2 separate regions of the Macaca mulatta genome follow, and region 2 is linked to region 1. A link is a contact called in public Hi-C data. All regions are on one chromosome and are shown on one strand. The core of a region is the stretch at or near the end of the contact, and the rest is flanking DNA. Distances in the headings are between cores, read along the strand shown.

The links. A called contact is a pair of places that touch in the nucleus more often than the background predicts.
Region 2: a contact with region 1 is called in a Hi-C map of liver, with 4 times the contacts expected there. The contact joins the promoter of LOC144336392 here to the enhancer-like site in region 1. A contact is called at or near these places in 3 of 14 Hi-C or Micro-C datasets (fetal cortex germinal zone, fetal cortical plate and liver).

Annotation. Positions count from the first base shown.
Region 1 is chr18:69,841,312-69,844,052 of T2T-MMU8v2.0, forward strand. The region is part of intron 1 of LOC144336431 (a long non-coding RNA gene); the gene reads left to right. Among named protein-coding and RNA genes, the nearest start is that of CTAGE1, 140 kb to the right of the region's middle. Within about 2 kb of position 1,395, at least 6 of the 40 cell types and tissues checked have an H3K27ac peak or open chromatin away from gene starts, as enhancers often do. A contact at or near this core is called in liver, where this site is marked.
Region 2 is chr18:70,235,441-70,238,181 of T2T-MMU8v2.0, forward strand. LOC144336392 reads left to right here and starts at 1,388. Exons shown (of 5, transcript XM_077974791.1): 1 at 1,388-1,625. The coding sequence starts at 1,535. All of the region lies in intron 1 of GATA6 (GATA binding protein 6), which reads right to left.

The sequences.
Region 1 (2,741 bases), core at 145-2,644:
TCGTAAAATCTAGCCTCTATTTTATTCTCACTTCCTTTCTTCTGGGTTTGGCCTATGCGAAGCCCACCGGTAAGTTATAAATGACTTATCAAGCATTAGCGTTTAGAGAGTAGACGGCTCCATAAATACCTACTTGGCCTCATTAAAAAGCTTCAGCGATTAAAGAGAATGATTAGTGTGGTGCCAGAGGGGAAAGCAGAAAATCCAACATCTGACTCAAAAAGGGCCAGACCTCTTCTCAGGGAAGACCGCGGGTGTCAGGGAAGAGGATCTGGCCCGCGCCCCGGAGCGGAGCGCCGGGCGTCGGCGTCTGCGGAGCCTGCACCGGGGCCTGTCACGGGAAGAGTTATGAAAAGTGCACGCGTTCTCAGAGACGATTACCCTCTTGCCCTCCACGCCTCCTTCCCAACCTCCCCTTCCACTCCCTGCTCCCCCCACCCTGGAACTCAAAGCATGATTAAAACAGAGAAACCTATAACGGGGATGAAATGACCCTCAAATGACTGCTTAATTACAGCGAAATGAAAGCCGGGGGGCTACAAATAACCAGGAACTGTCCCGGCTGTCACTGAAGAGGAGCCTGCGCATGAGTCATGAGTCATGAATTAGCCACTAAGTGTTCGCCGCCAGCCCCCAGCCGCCTGCCTCTGCCCTACCCAAGCCGGGCTCGCCGGCCCTCCACGCCTGGCCCCGCGGAGCCCCCCGCCCCCCGGGCGTCCGGGCCGGGTCGGAACCGGGCGGTTGTTGTGATTCCCAGGGCTCCCCCGTCGCCCCCGGCCGCCCGGTGGGTCGCTGGGTCGGGGAAGGCTCCCAGGCTGCGCAGGAGACAGGCTGACTGAAGGAGCGCAGCCAGCGCGGCTGCAGATAAGTTAATATACACAGAGAGGATGTAAATTACCACGACCCGCAGCAGCAGGACATTGGCCAGGGCCCTGTCAGGGAGAGGACAAGCGTCGGGGGCTGCGCGCTCGCTGACACCCACCCGGGATGGAGCCGCCAGGCGGCCCGGCCCGGGAGGACCTCTTGGAGCCAGGCTTTCCTTGAAAACAGCTGCGTGTCGCTGACACCTCCAAACTAATGCATTTTTAATCAGGGGAATTAGCTCTAGGCGTCCCATATTTTTCCAGCCTCCCCCCACCAACCCCCGTCTCTTCCAGCCACGTCCCCCTCCCCGCCCCCAGCTTAGGGACTGGCATTCTGTTTCTTTACTGGGACTCTGCAGAGTTCCCCGCTGCCCCTACACCCCCGAGACCAAACCACCTTTAAAAAAATCTCCCTCGCCCCCCCCCCATCCTCCCACCAGCCCTCCTCCAAGCGCCGGGTTCGCTCCAATGCAACTTTGGCCCCCACCCTTCCCTCTGTTTATACAGTGACATCACAGCCCCTGGCTCTCTCCAAGACTCAGAGAAAACAGAGTTCAAAAAGGCAAACAGGAAAGCCCGCTGGTCGTGGGCACGGGGTGAGATTCGGTCCACCCGCGGCGGAGCGCGCAGACGCGCACGTGCGCGCACCTCGGTGTGAGCCCATCTCCACTGGGACAGGCTGGGGAAAGGGCTGCCCAGGCTGCGCTCCCCGTCAGCCCCGGGGAACTCTTGTGCCAGCCCCTTAGAGAATTGAAAAGTGTCCGGTAGTCGCATAAAAAAAGTGAAAAGGTAAAACAGGTGAAATTAATTTTAACAATATATTTTTAACCTGATATATTCAAAACATTATTTCAATATGCAATCAATACAAAAATTATAAATGAGATATTTCATATTTTTTTTTGGCAGTAAATCTTCGAAATTACACTCACAACACACCTCAATTCAGACACGAATTTTTCATTGGAAATACTTGATCTGTAGTTACATTTCATAAAACTTAGAGTTGAAAAAATTGATTCACATACTCACATTGTTCCAAATATATGTAAGCACTTTTCGATAACTGAATCCAGTGTTCTTAAGTGTGAATTTACACTAATATGAAATAAAATAAAATTTGAATTAAATGAGAATTCTGAGTTAAATTAAATAAAAAATTAAATTTCTTTGTTGCACATTTTAAATTCCTAACAGCCACTTGCAGCTAGTGGCCACCAGATTAAACAACAGGGATAGAGAGTTATAGAATCTCCAAATTTCAGCTCTTGTTAACATAAAGTGGAGATAATAAATAGTATCTAATTTATGTAGGCTTGTTGTAAGAATTAAATGAAATACGGTAGAACAATGTATATTAAGTACTCGGCACAGGGCCTAGCACATAGTAAGTACTCAATAATGAAGGTAACTCTGAGAATTATTTCTCCACTTTAGTGATTTTCGCGTTTCATACTTCCTTCCTCCGGAACTTACTCTTAGGAGGGATTGTTAAATGAATGTGCAATAAGCTGCCAAAAATGAACAGAGTATTCAAACACTCAAGTGTCCTTCTGTCCCTATTTATTGGACACCCCTTTCACCCACAACATGCCTTCAGCTGCATTACTATCTGTACTGGCCACTCCAAATTTTATAAATAGAACAGATCTTCAGTGGTATCTATCCAGCTACCTAGTAAACATCTTGCAAAGATATTTTTAACTCGATCCACCAAAACCTGAATTGATGAGTATCATCCCTAATGTGCCTCTCCTGTTCCCTCATTGGTTGGTGTTGCCATTCCCTTGAAAGCCTCAGCCAGACTCTGGCAGTCATTCGAGGTTCTTCTTCCTCCTTCACTGTTCCCCTCACCACAACCCCTTAGTGAATCGCTAA
Region 2 (2,741 bases), core at 138-2,637, 390 kb after region 1:
CCCCGCGGTCATCCCCAGCAGCAGAAAGGCCGGACCCTCCCGGAATCGGACGTAGCGGGGTGGAGCGGAGAGCAGAGAAAAGGAGGGGGAACGCAAGGGGCTGGGGGCGCGGGGGGGGGGCGTGAGACTGCCCCAGAGCCGAGGCGACCCCAAAGGGGAGAGCAGGAAGAATGACAGGGAGAATCGGAGGAGTGGGGGAGGGAGGCGAAATGCAGCCGGGCTGGCCTCCTCTAGGCTGCTCTTCCAAATCGCCTCGGCTCATCGGAGATTACCACACTAAAATTAATGCCCACACACAGACCTGGCTAGATAGCAAGAAAGAAGTTTCTCTGCCTGCCTAACTACCGGCTCCCGCCCCTTTGCGCCGAGATAACTCGGAGATAAGGCTGCGCGCAGATAAGCGCTTCGAGGAGAGGAAAAGAGACTAGAAGTTGGTCCGCGGTGTCCCGGGAGCCTGGGAGCCGCCTCAGCCCGCCCGGAGGGGAGGAGGGAGACACCCTTGGAGCCGACCGCGGCCTGGAGAGGGCCGGAGCGCCGGAGGCCCAGGGGCCCGCGACGAGTAGGGGTGGAGGGGAGGGAAGCGGGGAGATCGCGCGAGGAGGAAGCAGCCGAACCTCGGGCGGGCGCTGCGCATGGAGAACGGCCGCGGCGGAGGGTGCTCCCAGGCGTGGAGAGAGGCCGAGGGCGCCAGCGGGCGAGCGCGAGTCCGGGGTCTGCGCCGCGCTGCTGGTGAATAAAAAGGAGAGAGGAGGCGCCTCTTACTGCTCTGCCGGAAAACTGCAGCCAGCGCTCCTGATTGGACTCACCGAGCCCTAAACAAACAGCGCTCGCCGAAGGGTGCCAGGCTGTGGGTCGGAACTGCGCTCAGCGAGCAGCTGGGCGCTGGAGGTGAAGAGGAGGAGGAGGGATCTAGGGGAGGAGAGAAAAGAGGGTGGGGAGGGGACGGCGAGGGGGAGGGGAGCGCGCCGCCCAGGCAGACAATGAGCGCCGCGCTGCCTGCTGGCGTGGGCTGAGCCGCGAGCCCTGTGCCCGGAGTGGGGGCGAGTCCACCCGGGGGGCGCCGAGCCCAGGGACGCCGAGGGAGGGGCGGAGGCCACAGAACGCCTGACCTGGCTGGCGACCCGCACCCACACAGCGGCTGTGCACCCTCCCGCTCCCGCACTCGCACACACACACCCACACGAGGGAGGAGGAGGGAGCCTTGGCACGGGAGGAGTTGGCAGTGCACAGCCCCGCGCCGCCGCCGCGGCGGGAGGGGCGCTCCAGCCCCTGGGTCAGCACGCCCCCAGAAGGAGGGGAGAATGTGCTCTGCGCCCCCCAGTCCCCCAACCCCGCCTAGCCCCTTCACAGCAAATGTGCTTTTTGCCCTGCGATTGTGTGAGACCGACCTTAAACTTTCTCCGACCCTATCTCGGGATGCTAGGGCTCAGGTCGTGGTGGTTTCGGGAACCTCACGACAAAATTCCCCAGTTGACTTTTGGGAACTTTAACTCGGGTGGTCCTGTACGGAAAGGTAGTCTATGGGGTGCGCAGAATGGAAAAGGGCTTCCACATCAGTGGTGTTCGAGGACGCTCTCCAACTTTTGATGTCCCGTTTGCACGGAGATTTCCCTGGAGAGTTTCAGGTAAGTCGCAGATAAGTCACTGCGAAGAGGGGGTGTCACCTTCCCTGGACCCAGAGCTGAATGCTGCTTCCCCACCCCCACGTTCATATACACACCCCCTCTTCGCTCCCTCCAAACAGTTATCACAACTCTGTACAAACTGATACGGTCCCTAGCGGGCAAAGGGACTGGAAATGAACGTCGCGGGGTTATCAGCGCTGATCTGTCAGCGGCGACTCGCGCGGCCGCAGGCTCGTCCGCTGCAGGAGCCGTGATATATGTCTCGCTCCCTTTCGCTCACAGAAAGGATTTCTTCCGACAGACGTGACCCCAGAAGGCTGCCGAGGGAGAGTTTAGGACAAGAGGAGTTGTTTTTGTGAGAATGCATTTTTATGCTTTCCCCCGCCCGCCCCCTCTCCCCCCCGCCAGGTAAATCGAAGTAAATGATTTTCTGAAGGTCGGTCTCCCAGAAAGCGTTTGGGCTCTGGTTTTTTGTTTTGTTTTTGTTTTCGTGTTTTCCCAGTTAGGGAAGGGAGAGGAGCCTGTGCAGAGTTGAACTGGGGTGGGGAGGTGCGTTGTAAAGTATGGTTTCCAGAGACGGTGAGACCTCGTCGCTAAACGTTGTTTCCTCTGCATGTAACTGTGAGTTGTGAACTTGTGGCTCCTGGGGGAGCGGGGACAGGGCCTGGCAGTGCGGAGGAAGGGGCGAGGAATTCAGGAAGTTGGAGAGAATTCTTCTTTTTTCATTCTTCGTTGTAAATTGCTTCTAAACACTTCTGAATTTTAAATTGCTACCGAGAAGGTCCAGAAACCGTTCTCATCCAATTTAGTCACTTTTATTACAATCCACTTTGCCTCCCCCAATCACTGCGGCGGCTCCCAGTTTCAGCGTGGCCACATTTTGAAAAGGCTGAAGGTAGAAAACTCTGGAATGGAGAGGTTGGCTACTGGAGCAGGATCCAGGGGCTTTAAATTTTAACCTGAGTGCGATTGAATGCGCGACTCCCAGAAGAGATAGCCAGGCGTCCGCCCGGCCGCTCAGCCCCCGCCAGGACCCGGAATGCCTTGCTTTTGGTTCTTTTCGTGAGTTTCACCAAATGTTTAAGTGGACTGCGTTCTGCAGAAGCTCAATTGTAA